Regions from separate parts of the Mus musculus genome. Here regions 2 and 3 are each linked to region 1. Evidence: chromatin contacts called from public HiChIP or PLAC-seq data. All regions are on one chromosome and are shown on one strand. Each heading gives the region's core, a stretch centred on a gene start, on an enhancer-like site or on the middle of the called end of the contact. The rest is flanking DNA. Distances are from core to core; before and after follow the strand shown.

Evidence for each region. HiChIP or PLAC-seq counts read pairs in DNA pulled down with a chosen protein or histone mark.
Region 2: an H3K27ac HiChIP or PLAC-seq map of extraembryonic endoderm stem cells shows a contact between it and region 1. The contact joins two enhancer-like sites. A contact is called at or near these places in 9 of 484 Hi-C or Micro-C datasets (bone marrow-derived macrophages, cardiac endothelial cells, cumulus cells and 6 more) and 7 of 115 datasets of contacts at active chromatin or transcription factors (embryonic basal ganglia, embryonic stem cells, extraembryonic endoderm stem cells and 1 more).
Region 3: an H3K27ac HiChIP or PLAC-seq map of extraembryonic endoderm stem cells shows a contact between it and region 1. The contact joins two enhancer-like sites. A contact is called at or near these places in 7 of 39 promoter capture datasets (embryonic stem cells, frontonasal cranial neural crest, hippocampal neurons and 4 more), 4 of 484 Hi-C or Micro-C datasets (the N1E-115 cell line, embryonic stem cells, nephron progenitors and 1 more) and 13 of 115 datasets of contacts at active chromatin or transcription factors (craniofacial prominence, embryonic basal ganglia, embryonic forebrain and 7 more).

What each region holds. Positions count from the first base shown.
Region 1 is chr6:54,017,440-54,022,079 of GRCm38.p6, forward strand. 4921529L05Rik (RIKEN cDNA 4921529L05 gene) reads left to right here. Exons shown (of 4, transcript NR_110484.2): 4 at 1-591. Among named protein-coding and RNA genes, the nearest start is that of Chn2, 20 kb to the right of the region's middle. Within about 2 kb of position 2,287, at least 19 of the 459 cell types and tissues checked have an H3K27ac peak or open chromatin away from gene starts, as enhancers often do. A contact at or near this core is called in extraembryonic endoderm stem cells, where this site is marked.
Region 2 is chr6:54,231,180-54,235,819 of GRCm38.p6, forward strand. All of the region lies in intron 6 of Chn2 (chimerin 2), which reads left to right. Among named protein-coding and RNA genes, the nearest start is that of Gm15527, 21 kb to the right of the region's middle. Within about 2 kb of position 2,527, at least 10 of the 459 cell types and tissues checked have an H3K27ac peak or open chromatin away from gene starts, as enhancers often do. A contact at or near this core is called in extraembryonic endoderm stem cells, where this site is marked.
Region 3 is chr6:53,799,002-53,803,641 of GRCm38.p6, forward strand. No RefSeq gene overlaps it. Among named protein-coding and RNA genes, the nearest start is that of Tril, 20 kb to the right of the region's middle. Within about 2 kb of position 2,675, at least 84 of the 459 cell types and tissues checked have an H3K27ac peak or open chromatin away from gene starts, as enhancers often do. A contact at or near this core is called in extraembryonic endoderm stem cells, where this site is marked.

The DNA.
Region 1 (4,640 bases), core at 1,037-3,536:
CCTAAAAGGTTTGAACTGTTTCCCTGTGCCTTATCTGAAACAAGGGCAGCCCTAGTGATAGTCAGGACAGTGTGAGGGAAGGAGCTTAGGGCTTGATTGTTTTATAAGATGCTCTGATGGTTGTCAGAACAAACTTGTCTCATACTGAATAAAATTTGGAATGTTTTTGCTGTTTGACAAATTTCAGCTGTCTTCCTTTCTAGACTTTTTAGTTAAATCTATGTATTGTGTGTTCAGCACTGTCCTTTGAAAAGCACATAGCTCAGAGTGTGTAGTGTCCTGTGGATAAATGCACTACCATGCCATTAGCATCGTAAAAGAACCAAGGGTGAGCAAGCACTCTTCCTGTAGAGTTCTTCAATGGATCACCCAATTGAGTCACTTCTTCATGTATCAAGTATTTTGTCTTCCAGAATGTAACCATGGCATTTTCATCTCTCTCTCTCTATCATGATGTTTTAATTGTTATCTTAAACAATGCATGTTATACGATGCTTTGTGTCCTATATTATAAAACAAAAAGTACATGTATATGTGTATGTATATGTGTATACATACAATGTTTTGTTAACTAAATAAATGCAACTATCTTATTGTTCTGTTATCTTTCATCTATAACAAAATAGAAGATTAAGGAGGCCACTCGGGACCTTGGGCTGGTTCTGGCTCTCTGTGTCCTATCACCATGTGCAGCTGGCTTTGTCCTCAAGGCTTACTTGACACATTTGACCCAGGAAAGTTCCTCCCTTCCTTCTGACCACACTTGATCCTTTGCTGTCTGAAACTCTTCCTGCCCCCACACTGGGGCTGTCAGGAGGGACCAAGAGTTGTGAGTCCTTTTGATCTTTATGTCTGACCTTGAAGAATCCACAGAAGCCCATTTTCTAGAGTGGAATTCAAGGAATCCCCAGGGGTGGGGAGGGCTTCTTTGAATTCCTGACCCTGGTTCCAGTGAGTTTCCTGTCCACTTTATGCTCGACAAATGATTGTTGGTGATATTCACCTCGCTCCTTGTCTTCTAGCTGGCATCTTTCTCCCCTGCCTCAGTGACCAGGACAACACTAGGGATAAGTAGAGATGTTCCTTTATCATTTCTTTTATAATTACCAGGAAGAAAAATCGTTCTACTTGATAGTGAAGACTCTCCTTTATTAACTCTGGATGCTATGTGTGTTGGTTTATTTCTGCATCTTTTGTATTTTCTCAGTTGCTCACTGGGGGCTGAAGTGTACCTGTCCTCACACTAATATGATTTTGTTCACTGGAATGCATATTTGAAGAAAAGCCAAGGATTATGCTTGTCCACGGACCAAGTACTTTGAAGGAAAGCCAACCATTGTATGGCAGACGCATATCTTCTAGTAATTTCATTTCTCAACTCTATGGAATACTTCTGAGTGACTTTCTGGGATATTTAATCTTAATGAAGGGGACTGGGCTGGTCTGAGACTCCATGGATCCATTTCTCTGACAAATACATCCAATTCTCTTCCTGGCTATTCATGAGGTGTGTCAACCAAGATGAAGTGTGCTATGGTGGGAACCAGCTGGTCCTGTATCCAGTCCAGACTCTTAGCTGCACGGTCCCCACCACTCCTTCCAGATGTCTCCCTTCTTCTGGGTTCTAGCACCAGCTGGTTGGTTTCCTAAGACACGCTTCCCAAAGAACTCTCCAAACCCCAAAAGCCCTCTGGCTGGCCAGAGCAGTTTACAGGACTGCAGAGAAACACTGCTAATGGGGTGTGGTGGCACTCTGTGGCTACGTAAGGACGTGCTATGCTTGACAAGTTAGCCACCATCACAGTGAGCTCGTCAAAGGAAAGGCATCACTCTCCAAATAAGCTAAGGCAGTAGCAATCCCAGAGGGGAACTGTCCTATCAAGACTCTTCCTCAATTCAACCCTAATCTACAAAAACAAAACTAACAAAAGTAACAACACCAAAACAAACAAACAAAAAACCCAACCCACCAAGGATCTTCTGTGTACGAAAGTGAGTGCCAGACATTTCTTACATAGCTGAACCAAGAAGATAAACTCTAAAGCCTTAGGGAAGCTACGTAATCCAAACCCCATATACTAAATATCTGCCAGGAGATGCATTACTCTGACATTTATTTCAGGCTTAACTCAGATTTGTGACATAATTAAGGAACTACCAGTGTGCATCTAAATGATGCAATTGCATTTTGTCAATACTAACTGCTTATCTACCCAATCTATGTGACTGTATCCAATCTTATCTCTGAAAGGTATGGAGGGTTGAAACAGAAGCCTTCCAACAACCTACTCCCTACAAAGGGACCCGCCTTGAAGAGTAGCTTCCAGTTCCTAGATCTCTGATTGCAAAGGGCAATGTAGCTGTGGCTAGAAAGATTAGCCCCTCAACAGAGTGTACCACTTGGGTATTGTAAACAGGAGGTGGAGAACTCATGAGATACAGAGGTAGGAGGCAGCTGAACCATATTATATGCCTGAATTGCTTGGTTATCTAAACAAACCAGGAACTACTTGGATTTTATCTGGGAAACTTTTTAAAATCATTCGCCTTCTATAGGGCTTCTTATTGTGGAGTGTCTAAACTCAATGTCCCCTCCACTCCAGGCCCCAGCCCACCAAGGTCAAAACAGGATCATGCTTGTGAGGATCCTGGCAAACCTGTCTTGGTTGCACCTAATTAAAAGACTTTGTGGGCTATGAATCTCCAGGTTGGTAATCCTAGGCTGACTCTTAGCTGTATAGAGTTTGTATTAGGCAGGGTTCTCTAGAGTCACAGAACCTATGGAATATCTCTATATACTAAGGGAAATTATTGGAAATGACTTGCAGTCTGCTGTCTAACTAACCCAACAATGGGCAGCTGTGAATAGGAACTCCAAGAATCTAGTAGTTGCTCAGTCCAAAGAGGCTAAGTGTTTCAGCTGGTCTTCTATATAAGCTGGAATCCTGAAGAAGCAGGTTCCAGCAGATGTGCTGGCAAGTAGGCAGAGAAGAGTGAGCCTTCCTCCTTCTGTTGTCCTTATGTAACAGAAGGTAAGGTTCAGATTAAAGGTGTATACCACCACTCCTGTACCTCAGCTATTCTTGGAATTTGCTCTGTGCCAGGCTGGCCATGAACTCAAGAGATCTGCTAGCCTCTGTCTCCTGGGATTAAAGGTGAGCATCACCCTGTCTGGCTCTAAGCTTTCCTTGCTACTCTGCCTCATGATCTGGATCAAAAGTCTGTGTCTTCCAGCCTCAAGATCTGGCTCACAGGTGTGTCCTCCATTTCTGGATTATACCTCATACTAGATATAGTCAAGTTGACAACTGGGACTAGCCATCATAGTGTCTGAAGTTTGCCTTAGTATACTCTCACAATGGCATGTTTGTCTTTCCTGTCATTATGCAGCCATTCAGTTATCACTAGCCTTTTGGTGTTTTTTGTTTGTTTTTCTAAACCCTACCTCCAAGCTATCGAATTCAGGAAATTGCTAGAATCAGTTTCTTTTCCCTTGCAGTTGGAAAATGAGTTTTAAATTATTCATATTAACACCCTTCAGATAAATTGAACTTCTAGACTCTGTTCAAGAGTGTTTAAGTAAAGCTTAGTATTAAAAAAAAAAAAATCAATCTTTTACATCAATGGAGGCCATTTTTAAACTACTAATTTCATATTAACCATTGGTTTTGACTTACAGAACTATCTCATCAGGAATTTCAAGAATCATTAATATTAATAAGGAAAGAGGCAAACCATCACAATCTCAACATTACAAAACACTGCCAACTTCTATTTCTGGCCATTTAACTAGCTGGCTAGCTGGCAAAGCCTTTTCTCCAACCCACTGATCACCTAGACCTGCTGACTGTGGCAGTATTTAAAGCACTTCCTGCTACATGCATATCTGAACTTAGCTGAAAGTAAAGATGGTTCTCTGAAGCCGGCACGCGCTAAGCAGGATCCAGAGTAAAAGCCCTCACCAGCATCGCCCTCCGAGCATGCCCGCCCGCCCGCCCGGAAGCTGCTGCCTGGCGATGAGGTCTTGAACTCAGGCGCATCCTCAGTAGCTGCCCTGGTCTTGTTCCCCTGTTCTGACCACAGCCAGCCTGGGAGGAGGAAAAGGTTTGTTTGGCTTACAGATTAAAGTCCTTCACTGAGGGAAGCCAGGGCAGGAACTGAAGCGGAGACAATGGGAGAATTACTCACTGCCTTGCTTCCCGTGGCTTACTCCACCTAATTCAGTTTGTAACTCAGGACTATCTGTCCAGTGGTGGCCTTGCCCAAAGGGGCCGGGCCCTCCCACATCATTCATTAACTAAGGAAATGACTCTATAGCCCTATGTACCGGCCAATCTGATGGAGGCAAGCCCTCCACTGAGGTTCCCATCCCAGATGACACTGGCTGTCACAAGTGACAGAACAGCTAACCAGAGACACTGCTGATGAAGCAAAAGGTGGTACTTCCAGAGTGGTAGCTCAATCAGAACATTCTGATAAATGATGGGTTCTTACGGATCATCATGAAACGGAACAAAGCCTGGGAGCCGATAGCATGGCAGCCACCATGATGTCGTGCTGCAACTCAAACTTTCGGGCTTTCAAAGAACCGCATAAAATCCCGGAGATGAAAATATATTGAATATATTTTATTGAACTGA
Region 2 (4,640 bases), core at 1,277-3,776, 210 kb after region 1:
CAGAATCCCTGGCTTGCTTTGCTGTGGACTTTCAGAAGAGAGAAAGCTAAGGTACTGAGATTCGGGTTCATTGTTATTTTGATCAGCTAGTCCAGGCTGTCCTCATAATGGTGAGTTTGGTGAGAACTGAGGACCAAAAAAGTCTAGCGTTCACTGCAGTGAGTAGGAATACAGTAATGATTACAGATGGACTTGTCCACTGCCAGCGAACATACTCCCAACCTTTGCCTCCTGTCTCTAATGAAGTGTGACTGCAAACCTCTTGCTAATTAAATGTATTACGTGAAATTGAGGTAATAGGCTAAGAGACTTGGCAACCTTTAGTGAACTAGGTGTACATGGTATTTCGAAGAAAGGATTTTTTATAACAAATGGGAAAAAATGGACCCCCCCCCCAGCAGATGCCTGTGACAGATAGGTTCCCACTTCCTGACCCTGTCATCCTGGAAGGGATGATGGGAACTGGAAATTCATCGTCTGATGGAAGAAAGAAATCCTGTCTGTGCTTTCTATGAGCTCATTGACCCATATAAATTTGTGGGAACTCTTTTCTGACCAAGTTTGGGAAAAGGGCGAGACATTTGTTTTCTAGTAATAGAAATGAGATAGACCTAACCACATTTTCGGGTGCTTGCAAGGCTGCCTCTGAAGCAGGCTGCAGGACGGCCATCCTCGCTTCCCAGTGGCGACATCTCTGGCCGGTTTCCCTGGTGACAGTTTCCTGATGTCCCCATTGCTTGTGTGCTTTCTTAGATATAACTGACTTTGAAGTTCCCAGAGAGTTAATATTTCACCATGCTCTGAGTCCCCATTTCTGAGCCTTATGAAGTCCAGCCGCCAGAAGAATCAGTGAGGTTTTACCCACCCAACTTTTATTACTCTACTACGGCTTTGTGACTGCGGGAATTGTCACATGTCATGTTCCGCAAACATTTACTAATCTTCAAAATGGAAGACAGAATTAGTAGCCATATGTGGCCAGCACACCCACCTGTATCAAGATGAAGGCAGTAATATTTTTGATGCCGTATATAAACCATATGTTAAATAATCCAAGCTAAAAGAGACTTCTGTTATGTTCAGTCTGGAATGACCTGAGGGCTTACAACTATCCTGCCCCTTATCTTCTTCATCAAGTTTGCCTTGGCTCACAACCCATTATCAACTGCAGTATCATTTCACTCAGGCTAACAACCTTCACATTTGTGTCTCCTCCTCTGGGGCAGTGAAGAGGGCAAGGAACAGAGTCTGCAGAAGCAGGGTGATTTGCTCAGAGGCAGGCAGCCAGTGATCTGCAAGCCAAGTTACTACTAGTTCCTAACGATGGGCACTGGGCTCACCGGCTTCCAGTCAGCTCGCTCTTCCCTTGCAACACACAAACAGAATAGAGTTTTTACTGTGATTGCTACTAAAGCTTCTAAGAAAATGCTATATTGGGAATTATGTTGCTCCTCAAATATCAGTATTCATTGTCTCAGTGGTTCCTCAAGTATCAGTATTTATTGTCTCAGAGGTGTGATTCTAACCCTCCTCTCCTGACTCATTTGTTCCCGTGAAGAAGTAGACACGGCTAAGAGGATCTTTAAGGAGAGACATATTCACTGTAGACAAAATGAATAAGGTCATTCATTTTGTGCATTCTCAGCTTTGCGATTTGTGTAGTTGCAAAGCTCTGATCCCTTCACTAAATCCCAAGTGACAAAAACAGGATACCTATCCAGCCCCAGGGTGCATCTCGCTTCTTCAGTTTTGATGAGATACACTGAAGTGAGAGGAAGGTGGATTGTAGGGAGTAAGGTGCAGCTCAGCTCACTCTGAGGTAGCTTTGAATCACCTGCTGAGTTCCAGACTTGTGACAGATGACCAAGAGAATTCGTATCACTGGATTCTCTAGTAATCAACTAGATCCCAAGAAAGAGAAAGAACACTAGTATTTCTTGCTGTACATGTGCCAGGCTCTATAGAGGTTCTCTTTAGTTGGTCCTTCAGTCAATCGTCGTGACTCTGGTGGGGCTCCAGTCGAGTAGCTGTAGTGAGCAGTTAACTGACAGGTGTCCTGAGTGAGACCTGACCACTCTGGCCATCCCAGCATGCTCCCATCCTAGTGGGAATATGGAAGACATTGGTGCTGAGGGCGATTTGAACTCTGGGTGCCTGGCTCAAGAGGTTTCAGAGCAGAGGAATCTTAGTGTGTTGGCGTGGAGAACATTCTTGCCATGTTTTGGTGAAGAATTTCGCTGCTCTTGGCCTTTTGATGAGGAGTCTCCCTGAGACTAAGGTGAAGAGATTCAGTTTGGTTGCATTGAAAGAGGAGGTCTCAAAACTGCCTAGCATGGACTGTCTCCTGTGGTTCACTCTTATGAGGAAACTTTTGATCAGGCATAGCAAACTGAGAAAGGGAAAAATACAAAATGTCTGGTTCAAGTAATAAAGGAGCAGCAGGAAGTAGAATGGAGGTGAATCCTGTGTTCCAGGAGCTGCACAGATTGAGGGAGTGGTGACTGTGGGGTAGGATCCCACCCTGCTGAGCTCATTGTTTCTGTTGTTGCCGTTGAAGGAGGGACAGTTATCTCACCTTAGGCACTATTGTGACCTGGCTATTGTTTTTATTTAAACATAAGGAGATATGATTGTGTGCCAAGTTGACAAAGGATGAATTGTGATGGCTATTGTCAGTTGTCAGCTTCCTATATCAGGAATGAACTAGAGTCCAGAAATAGAAGGCAGACCTGTGGTACAGATCTTAAGGCACGGTGGACATGGTTACCTAAAGATCTTGTGAAAAAGAATTGAAGGACAGCTTAGGCCCAAGCATGGCGATATATACCTTTAATCCCAGGCAAGCAGATCTCTGAGTTCAAGGTCAGCCTATAGAGCAAGTTCCAGGATAGCCAAGTTTAGGCAGTGAAGGAGTTGGAAAACAGAAAAGTGGTGGTGCTATAATAAAATAAGGTGGCCATGTTCCAGGCCCAGAAAGCAGCAGAACTTGGCAGCTTTAGCCATGTTTCTCTGCCTTTAGAGTCAAGAATAGAAAGGACTACTGGGACAATCGATGACAGTTGGTGGAGCTAAGAAGTTAGTGGTGATTAAGAAGAGACCAGCATCACTGAGGTGAAATCTTCTGGGAACTGTTTTCTGAGAGCACAAAGAAGCTGCATTCCAGAGATGGCCAAGGTTGCACTTCATGCTAGCAGCCGGACTTGATAATGTATAAGAATCACCTAGGTGATACTGGTTTTGGATGCATGAAAGGGTCATGGAGAGTAGCTGAGACTTAGCACTGTGAGAGGCCATAGAAGACCATTGGTGAAGGTGCAGTTGCAGTTGATGACCTAGGACTAAAGGGGTCATGCAAAGAAGTTGAGACTTGGCATCATGAAGAGAGTCTATGAGAGGCTGTTGGTGAAGCCTAGTTTCAGCAGAAGACCCCAGTGTATTGGAGATGACAGTACCATGGGATGATCACCAGGAACAGCAGCAGCAGTGGAGCGGAGTCAACCAGAGCCTAGAGTACTACAGAGGGCAGAGCTGGAGAAGTGACCCTAGTCCTTTGTAGAACCCTAGAAGATCCTGTGTGAATCCCAGACGTTGGAGCAAGAAACTGTAAAGTTGAAGTTGCCTTGAATACTCCAAGATATTAGAGATTCCAGAGTAATTGGAATACCTGCCGAGGAAAGCTGCTAACAGGATGGAACCAGTCTGAGAGAAAGAAGTATGTTGCAGTCCACAAAGATGAAAGGAACTGAGATATGAAGAGCACTTTGACATCATACGTGGAGATGCAGCTTTTGGAGTTTGCCCAGCTGGTTTTCTGTCTTGCTTTGATCCAGTATTTCCTCACTATGTTTGGAATAGTAATGTATATCCTACAATATTGGAAGTGTGTGATCTGCTTTTTTATTTTGATTTTTTAATAGGGGATTACAGTTAAGAGATTGCATGAATCTTAGAAGAGACTTTGAACTTTTAAATATTGTTGAGACTGTGATAGACATGGGGACTTTTAAAATTGGACAAAATGTGTTTTTGCATTGTGCTATGGCTAGGTATGGCCCCTATGAAATCATATGTTTGAATAAGCCTATAAGAGCCAGAGAGTGGAATGTGGTGGTTTGAATATGCTTGGCCCATGGAAAGTGGCGTTATTGAAAGGAAGTGTGTCACTATGTGGGCAGACTGAGGGCTTCCAATGCTCAAGCCCCACCCAGTGCAGAAGAGAGCCTCCTCCTGGATACCTGCAGAAGTGAGTCTTCCTCTGCCTGCCTTTGGTTCAAGATGTAGAACTCTTGGCTCCTCCAGCACCATGTCTGCCTGGATGCTGCCATCCTTCCTACCATGATGATGGACTGAACCTCTGAAACTGTAAGCCATACCCAATGAAATTGTCCTTCATAAGAGTTACCTTGGTCATGGTGTCTCTCTCTATACAGCAATAAAACCCTAAGTAAGACAGGAATCAATGACTATTGATACAATATGATTATCAATATAAAATCACTACTTTTACATAAGGACATGGGCTTCACCATTATAGAAAAGTTTAGTGTTGGGAATGAAGCTGAGTGGCAGAGTGCTTGCCTTGCATACACGTACAACAGGTTCTCGGTTCAATTCTGCAGACCCTGTTTATTAGCTGTAGG
Region 3 (4,640 bases), core at 1,425-3,924, 220 kb before region 1:
CCTTTTACCTTGATTGGTTAGCTCTATCTTTAGGGTCTGGCTGATTCTATGATTGGTTAAGCTCTGGAGACTTCCAGGGGGTTGCTTACTCATTCTAGCTACCTCTTCTTACTTCAGGCCAGATGACAAGGTGTCCTCGGATGGGCTGCCCGCAGCTGTGATTGGCTGACCATGTATTCCTGGATCCTGGTTCTCATTTCTGGGAAACAGAAACTTAGGCCTAGTCTCCCAAACTGCCTGTTTGCTGCCTGTCATGGAGTCAGCCTGGCTCAGGGTAACTCAGTCCTCTGAGTTCTATGTTCTGTATCATTGGTACATATGGAGCTTATTTTCTTTTGCTCCCCCTCCTCCTCCTGCTCCTCCTCCTCTCACCCCTCCTCCTCCTTCTCTCATCCCACCTGCAGTTTCTTCTTCCTCCTCTCCTCCAGTTTCTCCCCCACCCCCATTCACTCCTCAGTTTCCCGTCAGAAACTTTAGTCGGGCCTCCCTGGGATATCAACCAAACATGGCATATCAAGTTGCTCCCCTCACACTGAGGCTGGATGAGGCAACCGAGTGGGAGGGAAAGGGCCCCCAAAGCAGGCAAAGAATGAGAAACAGGTCCCACTCCTCCTGTTAGGAGTCCCACAAGAAGACCAAGCTACACAACCATAACATGTATGCAAAGGGCCCAGGTCAGACCCACGCAGGCCCCCTGACTGTCAGTTCAGTCTCTGGGAGTCCATATGAGCCCAGGTGAATTGGTTCTGTGGGTTCCTGTGGTGGCCTTGACCCCTGTGGCTCCTACAATCCTTTCTGCCGTCTTCTGCAGGCTTCCCAGGTCACAGTTCTTGCTCTTAGCCAGAACAGTGGCGGTGTCTCACAGAGCGGCACAGCATCTGCTCCTTCTCATTGCTGTATAGCATTCCATCGCATGGGTACGTGTATATTAATATTGCATTGCATTCCATCGCATGGGTACATGTGTATATTAATATTTATGTATATAATGGGGGTTGGTCTGGTGTTGCTACGTATTTAAATGCCAAATACTGGTTTCCAAGGTCTGGTTGCCTCCAGATGAGCAAATTTCCACACATGCTAGCCTTTGTTGTATAAGCCTGACTTCTCAGCTTAAAGCTACTGGTTAAATAAAAGTGGCTACAGTCAATTACTGGGGAGAATGGAGGTAGGTGGAGTTTCAGTTACCCGGCTAGGGACCATGAGGAGAGGAAAGAAAAGGGGAAGGACGTCTAGGAGAGGGAGACAGAGAAGAGAAGGTCCTCATTAGCTGTGATGGACCAGGAGCATGTACCTGAAGTGGAGCAGACCCTGAGGACAGGCTGATGGAACAGAAATAACCTGGGGAGACCCAAACTGCAAGTCCTCGGCAAGCATAGCTGGGGAATTAACAGTCTAGCACTAGAAAACTAGATGAGGGGAAATTCCCCTAGTAATTGTGCCAAAGCCAAATAAATCATTGCCTGAGTCTCATTCACTTGGAAGCTAACAGGGATAGAAAGAATTCAAATACTCTACATATATATATTAACATACAGAAATACCAAAATGTGTTTACGTATTCTATTCTTTTGTTTCCACTGAAAAATACTGCTATAAACATTTTTGTACATACTATTTGCTATGCATGTGTACAAGAGTGCCATTGCTATATTAGTAGAGCACAGAATATAGTATTCTATTTTTTAGTAGAGCACAGAATATAGAATATAGTATTCTATTTTTTAGTATAGCTGCAGCCTTAGTACAGGGCAGGGCTGGAGCAGATGTGGATTGCAGTCTGAAACAGTGTGTGGTCCTGGGAGGGAACACTGATGCAATATGGAAAAGTCTGGGATTTAGTTCATAGCAGTTTGTCACTGACTTTTGTAATTTTGAAAAATGTACATAGTTTATAAGATGCCAACATTAGAAGGAACCAAGTGAGCAGAAGCAGATGAGACCTCACTATATGATTTTGAACCTTACACGAAAGTCTAAAGTGATTCCAAAATTAAGAGATTTTCTTAGCATGGACTTCACTAAGAATTACTGGATTTGAGCAAGCAAACAGCGTTGAAGAGCTAACAGGGCTCCCAGCTTTCTGAGTCGAATGTCTGTGTCTGTGTTTAGGAGACTCGGATTCATTATCTTTGCACAGAACCTGGTACTGAGTCCATCTCATCCTGATGGGACAAGGTAGAAGCCTGGCGAACCAGGATTTACACAGTTCTGTCACCACTCACCAACTGTCTAATCATTGAGGTGTAACATTTATAAAATGAGTAATGAAGTAATGGAGTTCTAGAGACCCCAAGATTCTCAAAGACGGTATCACCAAAAACCTAGTGCAGGACTCCTACGGCTTTGTGTTTAGCTGACCCAAACACCTCACAGTCAGTTGGACTATTTCCTGTAAATGATAATGGTGACAATGGGGACTATTGTTCTTGACATCAGCTACACCCTTGGTCTCTTTGGAAGACAGAGACCAAAGGTATAGGAAATAAAGTCTCAAGTTCTCCCTTTCTTAAGGGACTACACTAGCTTGCCCATTTGAAAACAGTTGCCAACTTCCTTGCCCTTCCTGTGTTAAAAAAAAGTTAGAGTTGGCATTTCCACAGGCTGCTGTACTGAGAGACAGCTACTGACTGCCTGTAGAGAGCCCCCACCCCCAACCCCGAGCTCTACTGTGATGTGTGTGTAAACCCTTTCTGGGTGGCCCCATTTCTAGCTAGCTACCCAGTGCAGGCTCCTGAATGGCTTGGATCCTTTCTATGTGCCCTACTTTCTGACCAGCCACCCTGTGCAGGCTCTGTAACTGCTGGGGTGCTCGGTGAAATCCCTTTTCTACCAGGGGCAGGAAGCTGTGAAGGCAAAATATGAATACTTTCCAGAATTATGTTTTACAGGAAACAGAGGGACAGTGAAATGCTCTGTTCTGGGTCCTGAGAGTTCCGTCTCATTGTAATGTGATCATCCACCCCTAATCTTGGCTGGTGCTGAAGCAGGGAGTCACCGCGTGCCAGCACCCTGGGTCTGATGAAATAATGTGAATAGCTTAGGATGTTTCCAAGCCTTGGGAATAAGGTCATGGAAAAGGCACTGGTGTGGGGGTTGGGGAGGGTGAATCGAAATGGAAATAGGGAAGGACTGAGGCCACTCTGCTGCAACAGAAGAAGGAGGGGCTTTACGGAAGGGCTGACCACAGGAGCTAGGTCAAGGCCAAAGAGAGAGAAACTGTGGCTCATTCTTTGGAAGATGTTAGCCATTCTGCAGTGACTCACTGCTAGGCCAGCTCTTAACCCTTCATCCTGGAGGAACTAATGCTAACGGATAAACAATAAGGAAGAGAACACATCACAAAAGGAGCTGCTGAGTAAGAAAACTGGGAATTGCTGGGGTGATCCAGGGGGAATCTTTGAAGCAAGAAGTAGAGCCACCCAGAACTACAGCAGTCCCTGGCTTGCTTCAGTCTCAGTCTCTGCTCCCCGAATCCCACCTCCAATGCTCTGGGTGCATGGCTGAGCAGAGTGGCCCCAAACTCCCTGTGCTCGCCCTCCTGAGCTCCAGCACAGCAGCTGCTGCTGCTGTTCAACTCTAAGAGGTTCCACTATGCCCACCTCAGAAAGGGAGTTGACATCCTGGTGTGGTCCTGAAGTCAGCCCCATGAATCTAGGCTTACAGCTCTTCCCGAAGTGTTGAAAGAGGAGGTAATTCTCACAGCAAGAAATGGGGCCTATAGAGGCCCTCAAAGACCACACACTGTTGGTATCAGGACCTCTGAAACCCGTGACATCACATAGGTTCGACCCACACACCTGTTGCCAAGGCAAGAGCCACCATATTCCCAGAATCCACTTGGCTCACCTCCTATCTTTACCTGTGACTATGTCACCATCCATATATAAAAAAAGCCCCCTTCCATATCTCTCTCTCTCTCTCTCTCTCTTTCCCCATTCTCTTTCCGAGGCCACCTTGCCCTTCTCTCTCTCAATAAACCTCATGTGGAACTGTTTGACCTGGTGTGGTCTTTCTGAAGCCGCAGGAAAATCACACAACACACCACATACCACACACCACACACCACACACCACATGTGGAAAACGCCCCTCCCAGCAAATTCAGAAAGCAGTTCCTTAGTCATCTTCTTTGGTGGCTCCTTCATTCACTAGTTTTAATTCATCTGCTTGGATACTGGGATTCTGACAAACAGGAAAAGACCATGAAGGAGGCTAATAATGGCTGCCCTTCTGTAAGGCCCTAGCTCTCCTGTAGCAGCTTAGTGGCCTTAGCCCTTCCCTACTTTCATCAAGATTGACTCCCTAGCCAGTGCTGTTGTTTCCCTGACCTTATTATTCCCAAGGGCATAGAAGCATCCTAACATTCAAGCTGTCTGTGGATGGATTGGAGTCTATGGCTAGCTAGCTCTGGGCTACCTTGGTGTCTTTTTCCTGCTATTCCTACTGGAATTACACACTATGGAAGAAATGTTACCAAAATCTGCAAGCCTAGACAAAAGTCGGCAGCTCTCTAGCCAGACTGGCTTTCTAGTATGTCACTCAGGGGTGGAAGTCACAAATGGCAGAAGCTGTTCCTGGTAGATATGCTAGGAGTGAGATGAGAGCCGGTGGTAGGAAAGCTGAGTCTAACGAATGAGA